Regions from separate parts of the Mus musculus genome. Here region 2 is linked to region 1. Evidence: chromatin contacts called from public Micro-C data. All regions are on one chromosome and are shown on one strand. The core of a region is the stretch at or near the end of the contact, and the rest is flanking DNA. Distances in the headings are between cores, read along the strand shown.

Region 1 (4,551 bases), core at 1,966-4,465:
CCTGGGGTGTAGTCACTTTAAGGGTTAACCCGAGTCTAATCCTCAACTCACCCTCATCTCTCTGTCGACACTCAGATTCTATAGATGTTTTCAGAACTTCCTAGATCTCAGGGTCTGCCTGTCTTCATTTCTCCGGAGTTCGCACTGGCCAGGATCCAGCCTGGACATTTTTCTGTGCCATTGTCATGGAAAGCTCCATAGCTGGGCCCCCTGATGTTGGCTCTGGTCTCGTCCGACAGATGGACAGAGTGACCCTGGCACAGGAACGACTATAAAAGTAGGCAGAAATACACTACAGTGAATCTTGGGAGGGTAAGGGCTGTGATGGGTTTTGTAACTCAAACATTCAGAGCCCCCCTCAGGGTCTGCTAAGTCTCTCTGCAGCCCACTAACACCAGCTTGCCCTAGCAATGGGCTCTTAGGTAAGAACCTCTTAGGCAGAGGCAGGCGGATCCCTGAGTTCAAGGCTAGGCTGGTTTACAGAGGGAGTTCCAGGGCAACCAGGGCTACCCGGAGAAACCCTGTCTCGGAGAAATACAAACAACCACAAATAACAAAACAAAAAGAACACCTCTAGACCTTTGAACGTTGTCCTTTCCTGTTGCTGCGTGAGGCGCTAATGCCAGCCTGTCCCCTGGCTGAGTGTGAGCGGTGAGGGGAGGGCAGGCATTCTCAGAACTAACAAAGTAGAGATAAACAAACTCTATGCCTGTGATGCTAGCGCTTTCGCGCTTTCGAGGAGGAAACTATGCTTTCCAAGATGGGGAGTTCAAGGCCATCCTCGGGTAAATAGAAAGTCCAACTCCAACCCAGGCCTCTTGAGACCCTATTCAAATGAGAGAGAGAATGAGAGAGAGAGAGCAAGAGAGGAGCCAAATCTAGAGAGGCCAAAGGGAAGGAAAGAATATGCGTTGGTTGTAATCAGAACAAGTAAGAGGCCGTTCTTCAGCAGTAATCTGTGGGTTTTGTTTTTTATGTTATTGGTTTAATCTTCAGTTTCCGTGGAGGAATGAGGCCAATGCTGTTGATGGTCACCACCACCCACCCCATGATTGACTGATTGATTGATTGATATTGGGGATGGAAGCCAGTCCTCCTGAGTATCTGCCCTTGAGTCACATTTCTGGGTCTTTCCTTGTCGCTTAGATGCAAACTTAATCTTTCAGCATTCTAAAAGTTATTTTCCCTTTTAGTTAAAAAATATTAGCCGGGCTATGGTGCATACCCCTTTAATCCCAGCACTCAGGAGGCAGAGGTAGTCGGATCTCTGTGAGTTCGAGGACAGAGCGAGTTCTAGGACTGCCAGGGCTGCACAAAGAAACGCTGACTTAGCCGAGCGTGGTGTTGCACGCCTTTAATCCCAGCACTTGGGAGGCAGAGGCAGGCGGACTTCTAAATTCGAGGCCAGCCTGGTCTACAAAGTGAGTTCTAGGACAGCCAGAGCTACACAGAGAAACCCTGTCTCAAAAAAAAAAAAAAAAAAAGAAAAGAAAAGAAAAGAAAAGAAAAGAAAAAGAAAAAGAAAAGAAACTCTGACTTGAAAAAGAAAAACAAAAACCTTCATGTATGTACCGTTGGTGCCTGGTACCACAAAGGCTGGAAGACAGAGTCAGATACTCTGGGACTGGAATTACGGGTGTTTAGTTGTGAGTAGCCACAAGGGTGCGGAGACTCGAACCTGGGTCCTCTGCAGAAGCAGTCAGTGTCCTTATCCACTGAGCCACCTCTCTAAGCCTTTACGTCTTCTTTTATATTACTTTCCTGAGGTTAGAATTCACAAGCCTCAGTCAGTGGCTCTAGTTCCAGTTTATGAATGAATCACCTTAACCAGAAGAGGGAACCGTTAAGTGTGTGTCTCTCAGGGCACAGCGGTGAACTGTAAGAGAGAGTAGGCCAGGCCGAGGCTGTATACATTTCTGTCTGTCACTTAACTCTGGACTCCATTGACCTCAGACTTCATGCGGGATAATCTGTGATATGCCTGAGCTCTAGGGGGTTTCGTTTCATGGTGGTGGCCTGCAGTGCTGGAGAGTCGGCCCGCAGGACCTCAGGCCTGCCAGTTAGATGTCTGTCCACTGAGTCACACCCCCAGCTCAGCACACATGCACGGTTGCTACAACCTGGTGTAGGGAGAGCAGTCCTGATGAGTCTGGTGAGTAGGAGTCAGGGATGCTATGAAACATCTCGTGGTACAGTCAGTCTCGGTCAAGAGTTCCCAGCCCAGAATGTCAGCAGGATGAACACAGAGAAGCCCTGGCTTAGAGGACACCAGCTTCTATGCCTGTCCACCAGGAGAGCTCCCTCAGACACCAGCTCTTGCTTTCTCTGTGTCCACCTCAGGAGCTGACCAGGGCACCTGGTCCCACCCACACCTCTGGCCTGTAAAGGAAACCAAGTCTTGCTCTCAGCCCCAGCTCTGTATCAGTTGGGCACCCCCACTCCCCACCCAAGCGTCAGCTACTCCACCCCTCTTCACCCTTGCTTTCTCTTTGTGTGGAATTCAGACTTCCAGGATCTTTTCCTTTCATCTTCTTTTCCAGTTCCTCCCTACCCCATCTCCTTTTCTTTCCTTTTCTTTAAGACAGTTCAGTTAACCTCCAATTCATAACCTTCCTGTGGCAGCCTCTCAAATGGTGTCATTACAGTTGTGCACCACCAGACCCAGCTCAGGATGTGTGAATGGGGCTGGGGGCGGTGGGAAGCGAGTGGGCAGAAATCCCTCATCTTTCTCACATTCCTTACTGCCCCTTACCAAGAGGATAGCCATGACAGGAAGTACCATCAAGAAAGAACCTGACCTGGACATCATGGCACTTGAAAGGCTGAGGCAGGAGGATTGCTGCAAATCTGAGGCTAGACTGGGCCAGGATTAGACCCTACATCAATTTAAATTAAGGAGAAGAGGCCTCTCAGCAGGAAGCCACCATGTCTAAGGGTGGAACACTCTCTGGTCTCTGAGCCCTGGGCTTCATCTTGCCCTCCCTCCCCCTGTACCCCCTCCCCCCATTCCTAGAACTCTGAGCAATAAATTTCTGTTGTTTCTACATTTAAAAAGGAAAAAATAGGAGCAGGGGTGGGGGTGGGGGTGGGGTCCTGGCTAAGTCCTCTGAAGGGAGAGAAGAACACTTGAAAGTTGGTTCCCACCCATCCTGTGTGGCCCAAAGCCAGCTGGGCCAGCAGGTACTGCCAGGGTGGCACTTCCTGCCTGAACACGCAGGAGGGGAAAGTACCTTACGCCGTGCCCCATCGTGTAACATTACCCACCAAAGAAACAGTCTCCAAGTGGGCCCAGACTTGCCTGCCATCAGTCTTGCCTTCTCCCATGCAGAGTTTTGTTTTTTGGTTTGTGAGGTTTGTTTTTTTTTTTTTTATATTTATTTACTTATTTATTATATGTAAATACACTGTAGCTGTCTTCAGACATTCCAGAAGAGGGCATCAGATTTCGTTACGGATGGTTGTGAGCCACCATGTGGTTGCTGGGATTTGAACTCGGGACCTTTGGAAGAGCAGTCGGCGCTCTTAACTGCTGAGCCATCTCACCAGCTCCTGTGTGGTTTTTTGTTGTTGTTGTTGTTGTTTTTGTTTTTTGTTTGTTTGTTTGTTTTTCCGAGACAGGGTTTCTCTGTGTAGCCCTGGCTGTCCTGGAACTCACTTTGTAGACCAGGCTGGCCTCTAACTCAGAAATCCACCTGCCTCTGCCTCTGCCTCCCCAATGCTGAGATTAAAGGTGTTCATGCGCCACCATGCCTGGCTGCCATGCAGAGTTTTAACACGTCACATTTTGTTTCTGCTTCTGGAGAACGTGGGCTGGGTGGGGGAGGCCGGGACATGGGGTTCTTCTCCCCTGTGGAGACCTGGGCCAGGAGGAGCTGTCATGGCCTCCCTCGGTGTGTGGAGGCTGACAGAGTGGCTGCTCGGTGCCTGGGCTGATGTACAGATTTTTTGAGAGGCCAACTGCCTTTGTCCCGCTAGAATAGAAGAGGGGCCCCTTTGGGACAGCGGTTCCTGTTCCCTCTAACTAGGAACAATGGAATATTATATGACAGGGTTTGAAGGGGAAGTAGACTTGGGGAAAGCAGGTTTTTATTTGTTTGTTGTTTTGTGACAGAGCCTGGAACTCTTGGTAATCCCCCTGCCTGGCAGCTTGACTGCTGGATTTACAAAGAGAGCTACCACACAAGGCTCAAAGGGTTTTTTGTTTGTTTGTTTCTTAGGATTTTTTGGTTTTGCCTTCTATCTTTCCACCTCTTCTTCCTCTGTGTCTCTGCCTGTCTGTCTGTCTGTCTCTCTCTCTCTGAGGATGACCTTGAACTCCTGATCCTCCTGCCTCCACCTCCCTAACACCAGACTTTATAAGCCCCGTGCTGCCACACCAATTTCTATGATACTGGGGGTCAGCCCCAGGGCTCCATGTGTTCCAGGCAAGCACTTAACCAGCTGGCCTGCACCCTTGTTCTTGGCTTTCTCGCCATGACCTTTACCATCTGTAAGAGCAGCCACCAACCCCTAACCCCCTACCCTGTCCCCACCCCTACCCTGCCCCCAGCA
Region 2 (4,494 bases), core at 1,078-3,577, 260 kb before region 1:
CAACAATAAAACAAACATCCACGTACCCAGCTTTAAAAAGATTACTACCAGTATAATAAAGGGCGTGGTGGTAGGTTTGGATGGATCTCTGTCCATTTCCAGCCAGTCTGGTCTACATAGTAAGTTACAGGCCAGCAAGGCTTACACAGTGAGTCCCTGTCTGTAAAATAAAAGCTAAAATAACAAATACAGTGTTATTATAGATGTTGCTCAGTGGTAGTATGCTTGCCTATCATGTGTAAGACACTGGATTTGACTTCTAACATTACACAGAGGTTATCAACATATTGAATGGTTTTGCTTATTATTTATATTTTGAGCTTTTTAAAAGACTTATTTGTGTGTATGAATGCTTCTCCTGAATGTATCTGTGTGTATCGCATGCATGCTTGGTGCCCATGGAAGTTAGAAAAGAGCATCATATCCCTTGGAACTGGGGTTATAGATGGTTGTGAGCTAGCTTGTGGGTGCTGGGATGAACCCAGATTATCTGCAAGAGCAACAAACCATCTCTTCAGCCCTGACTGAATGGTTTAAAAGCATTATTCTTAGGGAAGTCTAAACGGAATTGTCTGAACCTATGCCCATTTCCCTGAGCCGCCACATATGTGAAGGTATTGCTTAAAACTCACAACAGTCTTCCACCCTCCCACCCCCTGCTAGGCTTCCGACCATTTTCTGAAATCTTAACTTCCATTTCCCAATACAAAGCTACAAATTATGCTAGTGGGTGGTTGGGAACAAAGTGTGGGCCATAAGAACCAGGGAAAGGAAGAGTGCATACATCAGCCTGCTCAGTTTATTGTCTCAGCCTAGCGTTTGAAACAGTGATGTAGCAATTGTTCTATCGCCACAGTAACTTTTGTGGGAATTATTTCCTGAGCCTTCAGATCTTACATTGCACAAAGAAGTGTTTAAGGGCCCTGTTCATTGCTTTGTGAATAATAAGCACTTAGTATTTCTTGATTGAATTTTTAGAGCTGTCCCTTGTATTTTAAGTCTTACTGCTAGAACTTATGATTTTGGGATCACTTTAATCCGTAGGAGTGTTTTTAGACCGATGAAACGCTCTTGGATTTCACCTGGAGAATGAAGTGTCTTAACTGGTAGATTTTAAGTCACCATTTGCAATGTTTTAGGATTAAAATGTATTAGGCTTCAATGAACAGTTTAAACGGCATTAATGTTATAACAGCTTTAAAGCAAAGCTAACATGGATATAAATCCACACTCTTTTTTTTTTTTTTTTTTGGTTTTTTGAGACAGGGTTTCTCCGTGTAGCGCTGGCTGTCCTGGAACTCACTTTGTAGACCAGGCTGGCCTCGAACTCAGAAATCCACCTGCCTCTGCCTCCCAAGGCATGCGCCACCACTGCCCGGCACAAATCCACACTCTTATCCTTAGTTTGCATTATTACTCTTGCGTGCACATAAAACTTGTATTCTCCATTTAAACCCTGCATTACATATAAAGTCTGACATGTTACATGGCTACCACAATTGCCATTTAGATGGCTGCATAAAAATGTGTTGCAGTTGATGTAATACAATTCACTATTAGGCTGCACTCTCACCCCAACCTTGCAAAACAAAATCCCAAAACAACCTGCATTATTTATTTGTCCAGAATAAGTTCTTATTAGTTGTAAGTCACCGCGTCAGAGTTACAGTCCTATTCATTTTCTTTTTTCCTCCTGGGACAGCAAAATACAGTACTGCGTGAGCTTTCCACACTATATCCACCTATCTTGTTCACAGTCTTTGGCCGCATTTGTATTATCTCCCTATGCTTGTCCTGGGCAGGGTTGGGGGAAGAATCGAGCAGGTAGGTAACCGGATATGGAGCACCAGGTGAGCCTGTGGAGGTGGCAATTACAATACTCAGAGCTAAGCACTCCTGGGAATTTGCTGGAGCGTTCGATGTGGGAATAGCATCTTGGCGAATTAATTCTTCGGACTTGGGTCTAACTTTACTCTCGCCAGCCTCTCAGAGCGCGCAGTGGGAGTATTACTCGGGCATTCTGCCCTGTAGGGACACAGGCGATCTTTCAGTGAGCTAGCTGGTCAGTAGGCCCCTCTGGTGCCATCGAGCCGGCGCCGCCGGGCGGTGTAGTTCGGGGCCCAGTCTGGGCCGTGGCGCACGCGCTGCCCGCAGCTCGCGCGGAGCCAGGCCTTCCTCTGGCGCCCCAGGCGCAGGAGACCTCGCCCACAAGCCCGCCCCCTCGCCGGCCCCGCCCACCGCAACCCCGCCCCGCCCGCCGGCCCCGCCCCCGTCTCCTCCCCGCCCCCAGGAGCCGACGAGTGGCGGCGGCGGCGGCGGCGGCAGCGGCTGCGGCCCCAGGACCGGGTTCTCTCAGACAAGAGGGCGGGCGGAGGAGGAAGCGGCCGAGCACCCGCCCGCCTCAGCAGACTTCGCACCGTCCGCTCCCAGGCCTCGCGGCACCGAGAAGGGGAGACCGAGGCGGACCGCGAGGACAAGAGGCGGCGGGGGCGCGGGGCGGAGGCGGCGCGGCCGGCCGCGGCTGCCGCTTTGTTGTGTGGCCCGGGCCGAGGAAGCAGAAGTGGGAGGAGGGGGGAGCTCTGCGTCCCGCTCCCTCCGCGGCTCATGGCGACGGCGCTCGGCACATCCGGGACCCTCCGGCCCTGGCGGCCGCGGCGCGGGCTGTTCGGACCCCGGCCCCGGCCGCTGTGGTGACTCCTCTGCGCCTCGCCGTCGGCCCAGCCCAGCCCAGTCCGCCCGCCCGCCCGCCGGCCCGCCGGCCGCGAGCGCCGCCGCCGCCGCCGCCGCCACCTCCCCCGCCGCTGGGGACATGTCTAACCCCGGAGGCCGGAGGAACGGGCCCGTCAAGCTGCGCCTGACAGGTGAGCTGGGCGGGCGGCTGTGGCGCCTGTGGGCAAGCAGAGGGCCGGGGTCGCGGTCGGTGGTGGCGTTGGACGGGAATCCGGGCGTGGGAAGGCCTAGTTTAGGGAGTCATTGGAGAACCACTTAGCTGGGGTTGGGAAATTCTTCAGAACGCCCAGTGTGTGGCCCGTGGGTCTCCCGTGGAGGGCGGATTTGAGGTCCTGAAGTCTCGTTTCCTGGGGTCACAGGAGCAGCCCCTGGGCTCCTGCCCAGGTGGGGTCGGGAAAGGGATTACTGAATCCAGTTGCTGACTGCGCGCGGTAAACACTCCTTAAACATGGAGTGAGTGCTTAACGGGAGAGTGCTTGTGTTCCCGGGTTGTTAACTTGGACACCTACCTATGCCCGGCAGTGAAACCTTTACTCTCCAGTGCTGCCAACCTCTGTGGCCAGTGCCACACACCTTAAACGCACGTCTCTGGGAGGGAGGGACCGAGACTGTGGTTGGCTTTTCCGGCGTGTCTGCCTGATCCCACGACTCCCGGCTCATTGTACACTCTGTGTTTTGGAAGTTGTTTGATTGTAGGGTAGCATGTTTGGGGTTGTTCCTTGTAGGCCGCAGAACTAGTTGCTCATGTCTTAACTCCAGACCTGGTTTAGAATCCCTTGCTTTGCAATGTGTTTCTCAGTCTGGACGCATACGAACTTTTAAGCTAACTTTCACTAGTCCTCTCCACACTTCTCACCCTCTTTCTAAATGGAAAGGAATGCTCAGAGGGATTTGGGAAAGACTGTTTAATGTTCCCAGCTGCAGGGAGTTGTTAACATATTACAGGTATAATTTGCTTACGATGCCACTTCTGATATTCTTCCGTGGTCAACGTCCCCCTCCTTTTAAGGAAAAATTGCGTTTGGTTTAAAGCGTGTAATTGAAACTATTGTCCCTCTGCTAGCTAGTCACGTCATTCACAGCAAGTAAATTGTCCACATTTATATTCAGATGTGTGGTGAAGAAGACGGCATTTTGTAGTTGGTTCATATGCATTTGCGCCAGCGAAGGATAAGCTGTAATTATGTTTGCCCACACTAAACTTTGAGATTTCTGTGGGTGAACTTTGTAGTTGAATGTTTGTGTGTTAACCGGCAGTCCATCGGCTGTACTTTCTAGGTAGCTTGAAGTGAATTTGGTATTTGAGAACTTAGTTGGAATGTATGTTGGCTACAGAGTAAAATACTTTACTTTTGAGGCTGAAGAGATGGCACAGTAGTTAAATGTATCCTGTTCTCTAAGAGGACCTGAGTTCTAGTCGCAACACCCCAACCCAGGTCCTCGGCTCACTATCACCTGTAACTCTAGCTCCAGGGGATCTGATGCATCTGGCCTCCCACAAGCACCTGCACTTAGGTACACATACCACCTCTATCTCCAGTAATTAAAAAATATACATAGTATTGACCTGGAAGCCTTTTTTTCCCTAGGGAAAATTACAAGGTATTATTAACACTGGGTGGGGGGGGTGCTTTGATTTTCATCTTTATTGTGTTCATTTGGGCGGGGGGAAGTCAGCGGAATACAATTATAAAGGATCCTTGGTGCTCTAGTTTATATATTAATGTTCTTATTAGGCACGCCTTTGTCAATAATTACAGAAAG

The links. A called contact is a pair of places that touch in the nucleus more often than the background predicts.
Region 2: a Micro-C map of embryonic stem cells shows a contact between it and region 1, with 1.9 times the contacts expected there. The contact joins the promoter of Smurf2 here to the enhancer-like site in region 1. A contact is called at or near these places in 4 of 484 Hi-C or Micro-C datasets (Th1 cells, embryonic fibroblasts, embryonic stem cells and 1 more) and 1 of 115 datasets of contacts at active chromatin or transcription factors (effector CD8 T cells).

What each region holds. Positions count from the first base shown.
Region 1 is chr11:106,664,170-106,668,720 of GRCm38.p6, reverse strand. The region is part of intron 14 of Pecam1 (platelet/endothelial cell adhesion molecule 1); the gene reads left to right. Among named protein-coding and RNA genes, the nearest start is that of Pecam1, 49 kb to the left of the region's middle. Within about 2 kb of position 3,215, at least 77 of the 459 cell types and tissues checked have an H3K27ac peak or open chromatin away from gene starts, as enhancers often do. A contact at or near this core is called in Th1 cells, effector CD8 T cells, embryonic fibroblasts and 1 more, where this site is marked.
Region 2 is chr11:106,918,548-106,923,041 of GRCm38.p6, reverse strand. Smurf2 (SMAD specific E3 ubiquitin protein ligase 2) reads left to right here and starts at 2,327. Exons shown (of 19, transcript NM_025481.3): 1 at 2,327-2,861. The coding sequence starts at 2,810.